2 separate regions of the Oryctolagus cuniculus genome follow, and region 1 is linked to region 2. The links are chromatin contacts, called in public Micro-C maps. All regions are on one chromosome and are shown on one strand. The core of a region is the stretch at or near the end of the contact, and the rest is flanking DNA. Distances in the headings are between cores, read along the strand shown.

Evidence for each region. A called contact is a pair of places that touch in the nucleus more often than the background predicts.
Region 1: a contact with region 2 is called in a Micro-C map of ear pinna, with 2.7 times the contacts expected there. The contact joins the promoter of CHST15 here to the enhancer-like site in region 2. A contact is called at or near these places in 2 of 6 Hi-C or Micro-C datasets (ear pinna and an unstated tissue).

Annotation. Positions count from the first base shown.
Region 1 is chr15:7,212,428-7,218,392 of mOryCun1.1, forward strand. It overlaps CHST15 (carbohydrate sulfotransferase 15), which reads left to right and starts at 4,059. Exons shown (of 9, transcript XM_017338088.3): 1 at 4,059-4,517.
Region 2 is chr15:7,105,834-7,111,889 of mOryCun1.1, forward strand. No RefSeq gene overlaps it. Among named protein-coding and RNA genes, the nearest start is that of CHST15, 110 kb to the right of the region's middle. Within about 2 kb of position 1,703, at least 1 of the 8 cell types and tissues checked has an H3K27ac peak or open chromatin away from gene starts, as enhancers often do. A contact at or near this core is called in ear pinna, where this site is marked.

The sequences.
Region 1 (5,965 bases), core at 2,809-5,308, 110 kb after region 2:
TTCATTTTCCCCTGGCCTCAGACACTGCAGCGGGCCCAGGCGCCCCATTGTGACTCCGCCGTCATCGTCCGGTTCGCCTTCGAGGCTGTCTGTTCGTTGAGGATCCCTGTCTTCATCGGTGGGGAGAACGTTGATGCAGGAAACAGTGACAACCACGTGAAGCTGAACCTCACGGCCAAGTCACCGATCAAGTCAGGAGACCCCAGGTGGGCACTCGCCAAACAGCTCCAGAGTGCGTGGACGGCGCCGGTCGGAGCTGCCGACCGCGAACGCACTGCGCTAGGGGCTCCGAAACAGGGAAACTCCAGGGCTGTGGCCGTGTGTCGGGAGCAAGGGAACCGCCCTCGGGGGAACCCCGTTAGGGCACACGGCTCTCGCATGCGTGCAGGAGCCTGACGTTCACGGACAGCTGGCTCCGCTCCTGGGTTCGCCGAAGATGTCGACCCAGAGCTAACGTCTCCGGCTTGGAGGACCTGCTGCTAGCTGCTCTTATCCCAAATCCGGCAGAGGATTTGCGCTGGGTATAGGAGATTTTCACACGAACCCAAATTTCATGTCGATTTGTGATGGATTAGCATTCCAAAATTGCTTCAAGTGCACTTAATGGACGCATTACTGTGGAAGGGATCTGCCTAACCAGGGTATTTCTGAATTTATGAAATTGAAATGCACTTTAAGCTACTAAGCAGTCTAAATTTGTCAGAGTCCCAGGGTGGGGAGCAGGGTGGCGCTGGCGGCAGAGATGGTGGTAACGCCGCCCACGGCCTCGCTGCGCCCAGAGGCAGCGCCTTCCAGCGGCAGAAGCAGAACCTGGATTTGGTGCACGGAGCACTCCACGCACAAATGAAGTGCAGAGAGGACTTGGCCCGGCTCACCCTGTCCCCTGCTCCTCTGCACCTTCTGGTGGGCTCGCCCACCACCCACAGGGGTTCGTCTGCACACTGGTGGCCTAGGAGCGGCCTGTGGTCATCGCTAAGCATTTAGTTTCTGAGCCTCAGTCTGCTGGCCTGGAAAATGGGGCCGTGTGGTTCTGGCCAGAGGACACGGTGGCAGTGAGATGATGTACACGGGGGTGTGCTCTGCAGGGTGCCTGTCACACAGTGGGACTTTGTAGGTCCCCTTCCTTGTCACTTAGTGGCTCCAACGTTCAGACCTGTGTGCGGGTCATAGCAGGTGCTCAGAGAATGTCTGAGGAATGAATGGGTAAATGAGTGTGGGCCGAAGGGTCAAGGCAGCCCCCTCTTCTAGTCTTCCGATACCCTTGACTTGTCTTCTGTAGAATCTTAATTCCAAGCATATTTGTTCACTGATTCAATTAATCAGTTGGCAAACATTATGTGATTATTATGTGCAAAATGCCTTTTTTTTTAAAAAAAAAGATTTATTTGAAAGGCATAGTTACAGAGAGGTGGGGAGAGAGACAGAGAGAGGTCTATATGCTGGCTGCTACGGCCAGGGCTGGGCCAGGCCGAAGCCAGGAGCTTCTTCTGGATCTCCCACGCAAGAGCAGTGGCCCGAGCACTTGCGCCATCCTGTAGCAGAGAGCTGGATCGTTAGTGGAGCAGCCGGGAATCAAACTGGCGCCCATGTGGGATACCGGCACTGCAGGCGGCTTCACCCGCTACACCACGGTGCTGGGCCTTGAGTAAGATTACTACTAGTAGTATTTTTGTGTTCTTATTATGACCCAAGGACTGTGCTCCGTGTTGTTCAAAACTGTTGTCATCAACCTTCCGAGCAGCCCACTGAGGCCCCGTATCTATCATCGGCTGCCACAGGTGTGCTGTGGCCACGACCCCAGCGTGCAGTGGCTCACAACCACAAGCCTCTCCTTGTCACCGCTGCTGATGCGCCTGCAGGTCGGCAGCAGCGGCTCCAAGTCCAGGAGCGCAGGTCCACGCCATGCGTGTGCCGTTGGAGCCAAGCTAAGGTGGCAGCGGCTCCTCGGGGCACGTTTTTGTCACCGGAGCAGAGGCAGACAAGCCCGGTGCTGCGGGTGCGTGTCACGCCTCTGCCCCGGCTACCGTTCCTAATGCCTGTGTGCAGGGTGGAGCGGTGGGAGAAGCCCGCCAGGAGGCTGTGCAGGAGTGTGGTTGTGTGATGCGCCCAGGGGAGAAGGAAGAAGTCTGTTCACCAGGGCGGCGCCATGAGGAGCCTCCAACTGAGGCACAGAAGTGTTTTGCCTGAGGTCACTCTGCTCCCAGGTGGTTGAACTCAGGGGATTCAACTCCACACACACGAGGAGGAACCATTGGTTTTCCTGAATTACTACATTGCCCACCACGAGTTGAAAACACCGTGTCGGCACCTGTCTCTTGGCTTCTCTTGTGGCTTCACCTCCGTATGTCTGTCCGTCTGCCCGTTCACACACGTCCAGTGTCCGGGTGCTCACTCAGCTCTCCTGAATATCAGGCCCACGTGTGACGCCTGGGTAATTGTTTAGAAATTCACTTTCAGGGGGCAAATTACACATGTGGGAAGGCCGTTAGAAAGTCCCTTGGGGAGGCAGCATCGTGGGCATCGGGTAAAGCCGCCACCTGCAGTGCCAGCATCCCGTATGGGTGCCGATTTGGTGCCTGGCTGCTCCACTTCTGATCTAGCTCTCTGCCATGGCCTGGGAAAGCATTGGAGGATGGCCCAAGTCCTTGGGCCCCTGCACCCGTGTGGGAGACCTGGAAGAAGCTCCTGGCTCCTGGTTTGGGACTGGACCAACTCCAGCTCCAGCCATTGCAGCCATTTGGGGAGTGAAGCAGAGGATGGAAGACCTCTGTTGCTCCCTAGCTCTCTATAACTCTGCCTTTCAAATAAAAATAAATAAATCTTTTTTTTTTTTAAAGGACAGTCCCTCGTGGAATTTGCATCAAAGCGGCACCGTGATTTTAATGAAAGCACTTTGCTCTGGTCAGCTGCGGTCCCGGGTGTCCGCACCGGGAGGTGATCTGAGAGGGCGGGGTGCCACTTTGGTGCCGGTCTGGGGGAAGGAGAGGAAGTGGGGAGCGCCTGTGGCCGTAGGACGGGGTTCCTCCTCGCTGTGGCCGCAGACCCTTCCCCGTGTTTGTTTAAACCCCTGCACACCCGGCCGGACAGCTGCCTCGCCCAGGGCCTTCCTCCCAGACGCGTGTATAGGCGAGCCTCTTTGCCAGCTGTGTCTGCTCTGTGTCTCTGTGCAATTACTCCAGTATATAAACCGCACTGAAAGGCAGGCTTTTCTTGGGAGCTCATAAATAAGCCCCAAGCCACAACGTGGGTAAGACCTTGAAAAATGGCATCAGCATCTATTGGGAATTGTGAACCCTGCAAAAAGCAGCTCATTGTATTTCCAGAAGCAGGTTTTTGTTTAAAAAAATATAATAAAGAACAAAACCCACCAAGTGGAGTCTACATGGAAAAAGCAATCTGGGCTGCGATTCCAAGGCTGGTCTCGCTGCTGCCTTCGCCTCTCGCCGCAGGTTTTCTGTGAGCGGCATTCTTCCCAGGGAGACAAGGGTGGGTTTCAGAGAACACCCCTCGCGTGCCAATTCCCATCTGCAGTTATAATCCTCCGATTGTGACCTCTGCGATAGTTGCCATGGATGCTGAGCTGAAGTTGAGGGCCTCGGGGTGGCTTCTCGGGGCAGGGGAAGCCTCAAGCCCCGCAAAAGGAAAAGCGAAGAGGCAGCGCGTTCACACAGGCGTGCGCGCGTTCACAGGGGCGTGCGCCCACTCCATACTTTAGGAAGTGCTTCCCGCTCCACTCCCGGGAGCTTTGAGGAAGAGGCTGTGGGACTCTGGCTATGGGATCCTGGGCAAAGGATGGCAGATTCTTGGCTTGTGCCTCGGACCCCACTTTCCTGGAAGCCAGGGCCTGGCGCTCCAAGCGCCCCCCCCCCGAGTGAGTCCCCCTGGAACAGGAGGTGTTTTTTTTTTTTTAACTGATGGCGACTTCAGTCCAGAATCCGGAGTGTCGGGCCTTGGCCGTCAGGGGCGGGGGTGTGGGCTGGCGGGGGGTATTGGCTTGAGCAGCCGCCTCCTGGCCACTACAGCGGGCAGTGGAGCTTGGGGTCCCGCAGGAGCAAACGCGCTGGGCCCAGGAGCCAGGCCAGCCTTCGCAGGACGCAAAAGCACAACAGGGGGCGCCCAACCCACCGCGCCGGGGCCTTGAATATCGATGCATGGGGCTGCAGACCGCCAAGTTCCTTATAGATGCCCCCGGCGGGCGGCCCCCGCCAGACCCCGGGGGTTCCGCTTGGCCTCTTCGCGGTCACCGCATCCCACCGCCGGGACTCCTCGGAAGGGGAGGGGCGGGGGCCTCGCCTCGCGTTCCAGGCGCGGGCCGATGCGTGGCCGCGCTACACCGGCGGGGGCGGGTTCTGCTCGGACGCTGCATTCGCCGCCAGCACGTCACTCCCAAACTTTTCCAGGCTGCGCTCGGGGAGCAGGTTGACGCGCCTTGGATGCGGGGCTCCAGGCGCGGGGCTGGGCGCGCTCCCGCGGAGCCGGAGCCGCAGAGGCTGGCGGGCTGGACTCGGGCTTGCCAGGTATGCGTCGGGGGCCAGGTGCGGGGGTGCGGGCGGCGACCAGCCGCCGTGTGGGTCTGGCTTCGGGCTCGCGGCCCCGGGGCCCCTCTAGTTCCCGCGGAGCAGTGCGGGTGGCGGCCGGCGCCAGGCGTTAGGAGTCCGGGCCGGCGGAGGCTGCGCGCAGCCTCGCTCCCCGCTGCGCTCCCGGCGCGGTCGCGGCGGCGGCGGCGGCGGCGGCGGCGGCGGCCCAGGCAGACAATGAACTTGCGAGCGCGCCGAGCCCAGGCAGGTTTGGGCCCCGCGCCCCGCCGCCCGGCCTCCCCGAGGCTCCCGCCGCCCCCAGCGGCAGGCGTCCCCTCGCGGCGGGTCCTGGCCGCGCTCCGGGCGCCTAGCGCGCTTGGGGACCTGGCTGGAAAGGCTGCCCGGCGGCGTCGCCGGGGCTCACACGCCCCCTCCCAAGCCGGAGAGATTGCGGCCGGAGCTGGGGAAAGCGGGCCGGGCGGTGGCGCGGTGGCGCGGTGGCGTTGTGGACGGCTTGGAGGCTGGCGAGACGCACGCCGCGGGCACGCACCGGCCCGCTGTCCTGCACAACGGCCCGGGGGCTCGCAGTCAGGCGCCCGCGCGCCGCCCAGTCCCGGGAGCTGCGAGCGGGGACCTGCAAACGCCGCTGCTTTCACGGTGGGGGCGTGCGTTGGGCCGTGGGGCGAGACACTGGGATTCGCCCTAGTCGCGCGCCCCGCACCCCCACGCACTTCGGGGAAGTTTCCAGGCCTGGCCCGGGGCAGGTAGGGGGGCATCTGCCACTCTGTCCCTGGGCGCGGGCTCGGGCCCTGTGGCCTCCCTGGGAGGAAGGGAGGGAGGAGGTCTCAGGCGCGCTCGCCCGTGGGACACGGTTCCGGGAGGGGAGCCCGCGGGGACGCGGTGCGGCCGAGCCCGGGGCCGCCTGAACTTTTGCTCCCCGCCCCCTCGTCTCCCTCCTCCCCGCCCCCACCCTCTCCCCTCCCCGCGCCCCGCCGTGTCTCGGGAGGCGGCGTGACTCGGGAGTTGCAGGCGCTTCCCCGCGGCGTCCCCGGGCTGCTTGGGCGCGGCGAGCCGAGCGAGGCAGGTCTGAGCCGCGCGGGGGACGGCGGCGGGGAGCCGGGCTGGCAGGGGCCCCGAGCTGGCGCGTCTGCTGGGCTGCGTGTGCCGGTGGAGAGGACGCGGGGGCTGGGGCGGCGGGTGCGGGCGTGGCGCAGTTGGCCCCCGTGGAGCCCGCTGGGATCGCTGGAAGGCGGCGCCGCCGCGAAGGGAACCTGGCGCTGGGGGCAATGAATGGAGCGCTACGGCCGCGTCTCCGACTCCTCCCGGAGAACCGATTGGCCGGCGCGCGCGCCGTGTGCGTGTGGAGCCTTAGCTGCCGCCGGGCTCCAGGCAGCGCGGCGTGGCCGCCCCGTCGCGATCCCAGTGCCCACGCTGCCCGCTCGCCCTGC
Region 2 (6,056 bases), core at 453-2,952:
CTCTGTTTCCATGCCAAGTCTCTCTTCTAGGAACCCCAGCCTGCTGGTCATAGGGCCTGGCTGCTTCCGTACGGCTCTGTCACTAAAGGTATCTGCGATGGGCCCACTTCCAAGTGAGGTACCACAGTGAGGACTTCAAGGTGCCCTTTTGGGGAGCGCAATGCCACCATCCAGGGGCCATAGAGAGAAGACCCCCAGCCAGCAGGCTCCAGAGCCCACCTCCCCGACTTGCACTTTGCGGTCCTGCCTGGCCTGGGAGCTGAACCCTGGATGTGTAGCTGCCAGATTCTGTGTGTGTCTAGAAACCTGTCCCTTTCATACCCAAATAAGGGGAGGTGAGGGGAACAGGGCTGACATGGGACTCACCCAACCCATAGGGGGCGGCGTGGTCCCCGGGGGGAGCAGCTGCCTTGGACTTGTGCCGTGGCCTGGTCTTGGGGCAGAGCTGTCCACCTGCCATTGGGGGCAGCTTTGGTCTCTGCTACCTCCTCCCTTCTGTGACTCCGCCTGACTCCCTCTTTCTCCCCTCGTCTCCCGTATCCTACCCAGGTCCTGGGGGCTCTGCCAGGGTAGCATTTTGGGTGGGCTCTCGTGGGGCCTCTGAGCTCCCCGGTCACGCTGGGAACTGGCTGGTGCCAGGCCAGCAGCCCCCGTGCTGGACTCCTGCTGGGGGAGGCCGACCTTGCAGGGAGGGGGGAACGGGACTGCTGCTGCCTGGACTTGCGCGTGGGGTTATTCCCCCACCCCAAACTCGGCCAGAGGAGTTATGGTTTTAGTCCCAAATATCTGTATTGGAAATGCATGCAGAGGGAGCGCCATGGCCCAGGGCGTGGCTTTCGGAGGAGACTCCTAGCTGTGGGGTCTGCCAACCCCAGTGGGCGTCCATGCTTTGTCACGGCTGCACCGGCCCCAGCCTCTCCCCTAGTGCCCACTATCGTCCTGCAGCCCCACTGTGGCTACGTGGAGGCCACCACGTGGAGGGGTCCACTACCCAGAGAGCAGACCAAAGAGGCCCAGTCCTGATGGCCCCTGGCTAGCCCCGCAGGGTGTGGTGGTTAACTTTCCATCACTCACCTCCTGTTCAACTTCAGTTTCCTTGTAAGTCAGTCCAAGCAGCTCTGAGCTGGAGAGCCCAGGCCACCTCTCAGCGTGGGAGGGAGGCGGTTTGCAGTAGCCGAGGGAGGGGACAGGAGATGAGTCTCTGGCTTGTGACAGTTGGAAAGGAAGGAAATAGCACAAAACACCCTTACAAACCATATCTTACCTAATCCTTGAGGTAGTTATTGGAGTGCCCATTGCACAGATGGGGATACTGAGGCTCAGAGAGATCACGTGGCCTGCCTGGGTCACCTGCCTAGTGAGTGGCAGAGCTGAACAGACCCGTTTTCTGAACGGAGGGGTCTCTCCTTCAGGGAGGCGGTCGCCAAGGCTCTGATCCCACAGTGGTGACTTCGGCCTGGCCCGAACAATCTTTGGGGGGAAGTGCGGTTCCTTCCCAGGGCTGGGGGTCTGAGTAGAAGCCTCTGGAGCCGAGAGCTGCCTCTCTCGGGCTGTCTGGGGAACTGCGCTGTGACACACCTGGGCGTGGGCTGGGCCCTCGATGAGGGAAAAAGACACAGACAGGATGGGAGCGAGGGGCACCCTCCTGGGAGCCTCCCTGGGATTTCTATTCATTTCAAGTCAAGGCCGGCTCGGCAGGAGCCGCGGAAGCCAAGCCGGCCTGGAATCTAGGTTGCTGTAGAGAAAAGCAGGCGCCGCGGATCCCCGGAAGTCAGCTCCTGCAGGTTCCCCTCCTGCTGTCTGCGGGCCGGGCCATTCCCGTCCTTAAGACTCAGTTCCTGCTGGCACTGCGGCTCACTAGGCTAATCCTCCGCCTTGTGGCACTGGCACACCAGGTTCTAGTCCCGGTCGGGGCGCCGGATTCTGTCCCGGTTGCCCCTCTTCCAGGCCAGCTCTCTGCTGTGGCCCGGGAGTGCAGTGGAGGATGGCCCAAGTGCTTGGGCCCTGCACCCCATGGGAGACCAGGAAAAGCACCTGGCTCCTGGCTTCGGATCAACACAGTGTGCCGGCCGCAGCGCGCCGGCTGCGGGGGCCATTGGAGGGTGAACCAACGGCAAAAGGAAGACCTTTCTCTCTGTCTCTCTCTCTCACTGTCCACTCTGCCTGTCAAAAAAAAAAAAAAAAAAAAAAAAAAAAGACTCAGTTCCTTGACGTCCTATTGGGACGTGCCTCGGCCACTCGCCATCTGGGTTAGTGCTTGGACTGCTGTGGGGTTAGTATGTAATTCGCGTATACAACGTACTGGGTTCAACGTGGCCTGCACAGCTCGGTGGTTTCTGGCGAGTTCACAGAGCAGTGCGTCCCCCACCACGGTCGATCTCATCCCATCGTCCTGGGGAGCAGAGCTCGTGCACAGTGGCACCGGGGACGAGGTGGGGGACAGGGCTGTCTCTGGCTCTGTCTTTTCCCGATCTCTTAAGCTGTTGGCTTCTTTTGGAAATGCACCCAGTAGGTTAGGCTCCACGTGCAGCAGAACTGGAGGACTCGCCCCTGTTTATAAAGTGCCCCAGGCTGTTCTAGCTTGCACGGGCGGATCCAGTTGATTGCAGTCGGGGTGGGGTGGGGGTGGAGATGTTTGAGGCTGGACTTGAAGGTCGGCTTCGACCCAGGAGGGCTGTGCTTGCGGTGTCTCCCCTGCTCTGCAGCCCATCTCTGGGTTAGCTTGACACTCATTGACTGAAGCCAGAATTTTCCCTTCCTTCCTTCCTTCCTTCCTTCCTTCCTTCCTTCCTTCCTTCCTTCCTTCCTTCCTTCCTTCCTTTTTCTTTTTTTTTTTTTTTTGACACGCAGAGTGGATAATGAGAGAGAGAGAGACAGAGAGAAAGGTCTTCCTTTTGCTGTTGGTTCACCCTCCAATGGCCGCCGCAGCCAGCGCGCTGCGGCCGGCACACCGCGTTGATCCAAAGCCAGGAGCCAGGTGCTTCTCCCGGTCTCCCATGGGGTGCAGGGCCCAAGCACTTGGGCCATCCTCCACTGCCTTCCCGGGCCACAGCAGAGAACTGGCCTGGAAAAGGGGCAACCGGGACAGAATCTGGTGCCCCAACCCGGACTAGAACCCGGTGTGCCGGCGCCGCTAGGTGGAGGATTAGCTTATTGAGCCACGGTGCCGGCCTGAAGCCAGAATTTTCAAGAATGCCCTTGGACTTGAGCTTCCCTCTCTTCTGTTCAAGCAAAGTCTGTTCTCTGCCCTCTCTCTCGCTCTCTCTCTCTTTTTAAAGATTTATTTATTTACTTGAAGAGGCAGAGAGAGAGGTGTCTTCTATCCACTGGTTCACTCCCCCAGATGACCACCATGGCTGGAGCTGCGCTGATCCAAAGCCAGGAGCCAGGAGCTTCTTCTGGGTCTCCTAGATGGGTGCAAGGGCCCAAGAACTTAGGCCCATCTTCTACTGCTTTCCCAGGCCACAGCAGAGAGCTGGATGGGAAGTGGAGCAGCCGGGACTAGAACCGGCACCCATTTGGGATGCCGGCACTGCACGCCACGGCTTTACCCACTACGCCACTCGCTGGCCCCTGCGCTCTCTTTTCTTACGTGCTGCCTTTCCCTAGGTACACTCTCCAAGCTGCCACTCTGGACACTGGTGGTGGCAGGCTCCAGTTTTGCCTTTCCCAAGAAAGCTCTGGCCAGCAGGTGAGCTGGGTGGGCTCCGTCCAGTGTTCGTGAGCACACCCAGCGTCCTTGGCGGTGATGCCTGGCATGGAGCCCCTGTCCTGTGGGTAGAGGCTGGCAGGAAGGTAGCTCCGAGCTCTTGGCCACACCCACGGGGAATGCAGGCTCCCCAGTTGGAGCTGGAGGGGGAGGAGAACGCCAGGGACTGAGCAAGCCTGGCTGGCAGGTGCGGAGAGAGGGAGCCGGCGCGTGGCTCCGTGAGGCTGAGCCTGAGCTTTGACCGCCTGCAGGAAGCTTTATGGCGTGCTTGACGTTTCTGTGTGTTTATTAGTTATTTCAGGAAGCCAGCGGTAAGACTGTTTTGAATCTACGAGTTTTCTTTCTTCTTCTTTTTTTTAATTTGACAGGTAGAGTTAGATAGTGAAAGGGAGAGACAGAGAGAAAGGTCTTCCTTTCGTTGGTTCACTCCCCAAATGGCCGCTACGGCTGGCACTGCGCTGATCTGAAGCCAGGAGCCAGGTGCTTCCTCCTGGTCTCCCAGTGCAGGGGCCCAAGCACTTCCTCTCTCCCGCTGTTGCACCCTCTGGGCCTGTGCAGACAGTCCTCCAGCGGGAAGAGCGGGAAGGGGAGTGGGGATGTCTGCACGCAGCTTTGCAGAGCGATTGGAGCTGGTCCGCGATGATTTGCCCCGGGATACAGACGCCTGAAGCGTCCGGCCTCAGAGGGTCCGTGCAGTTTTCCAGTTCCACTTTCTGTACAAGGAGGGAGGTGGACAGCTTGCCCAGGGTCGCGGGCTGGCAGGTTCTCTGGGTCTGGGCAGGTGGTGGAGTCCTGGCTGTGGCCCTGCTTTAGGTGTCTTGGATTTGGGGCTCGTCTCCCGTGCTGCCCCGGGGCTGTGCTTCCGGAATGCGGTGGAGCCGTGTTCACGTCCAGGCTCTTTACAGTTTGCAAGGCACTCCCCGAATGCCCCTTCACTGTTGATTGTGTGGGTGAAGAACCAAGGCGCAGACTGCTGGGGGGCGGTTCCCATTGGGCCTCCGCCCCCTGAGGCCACGCCCCTTCGCGGGGCCCCAGGAGTCCCGGCCCAGTGCTCCCACTCCTTCATTTCTTTTCTTTTCTCTTTTCTTTTCTTTTTTTTAGAGATTTATTGATTTTACTTGAAAGTCAGAGTTACACAGAGAGAGGAGAGGCAGAGGTCCTCTGTCTGATGGTTCACTCCCCAAATGGCTGCCACAGCCGGAGTTGTGCCAATCTGAAGCCAGGAGCCAGGACTTCTTCCGGGTCTCCCATGTGGGTGCAGGGGCCCAAGCACTTGGGCCATCTTCTACTGCTTTCTCAGGCCATAGCAGAGAGCTGGATTGGAAGAGGAGCAGCTGGGACTAGAACCGGCGCCCATACGGGATGCTGGCGCCCCAGGCCAGGGCGTTAACCCACTCCGCCACAGTGCCGGCCCCCCCTTCAATTCCTGAGTGGCTCTTTTGGGGTGCACTTGTAATATCCTGCAAGACTTTTCCCGCCTCTGTTGGAGCGGCACCCGGGACAACTGGCTGGGTGTTGCAAGGGACACTGAGAAGTCTGGGAAATCATCCTTTGAACCGCTGTTCTGTTCTGTACCTGCCACCGCAGGTGTACGCGTGAAGCCATTCCCTGCTTGTTCTCTGGGACAGTCTTGGTACTGCCCGTGTCGGGGCCTGTAAGTCCCGGCCCCCGGGCTGCTGCCGGCCAGCCTCTCACAGGCTGACGCTGGGGCTGTCGGGGGCTCCTGATTGCCTGTCTGCACACCGCAGTTGCCATGGCGGTTGCACCGGTGACACCCACCACAGTACCAAAACTGCTCCATGTCAGTGGCTTCAAACAACCCTGCAGTCGCTTGCTCACCGAGTTCTGCGGGTCAGGAATGTGGGAGAGGCTCAGTGGTTCTGCCGTGGGTCTCTCATGTGGCCAGTCAGATGTCCGCTGGGAAGGAGGAGCTGCTACTCAGGGGGCCCCACCCAGGGGCGGGCACAGCCAGGCCAGCTGCTGGCAGGAAGCCTGGGTTCCATGGGGCTGGGTCGGGGTGGGGAGCGGGCGACTGTCGGGGTCCCTCTGTGTCCTGAGACCTCTCGAGTTTACAGGGAGCCCCTTGTTCCCCACGGCCGCCAAGTGCTATTTTGGGAGTTAGGATCTGAGTTCACGCAGTGGTTGGCTGCACTCAGAAGCACTCCTTTGAAATTCTTGGCAGCTGGCACCGTTCATAAAGAAACCGAGAACGCCCGGCTCTGCCCCGGGGTGGCGTGTTTTTCTCATCAGTTCCTTCTCGGGTCTGGCACGGGCGGCGCACTGGGGCTGCCTCTTCGGGGCTGCTGAGCGCCTGCCCGCAGTTGGTACCTCCTGTCCCAGCTGCTGT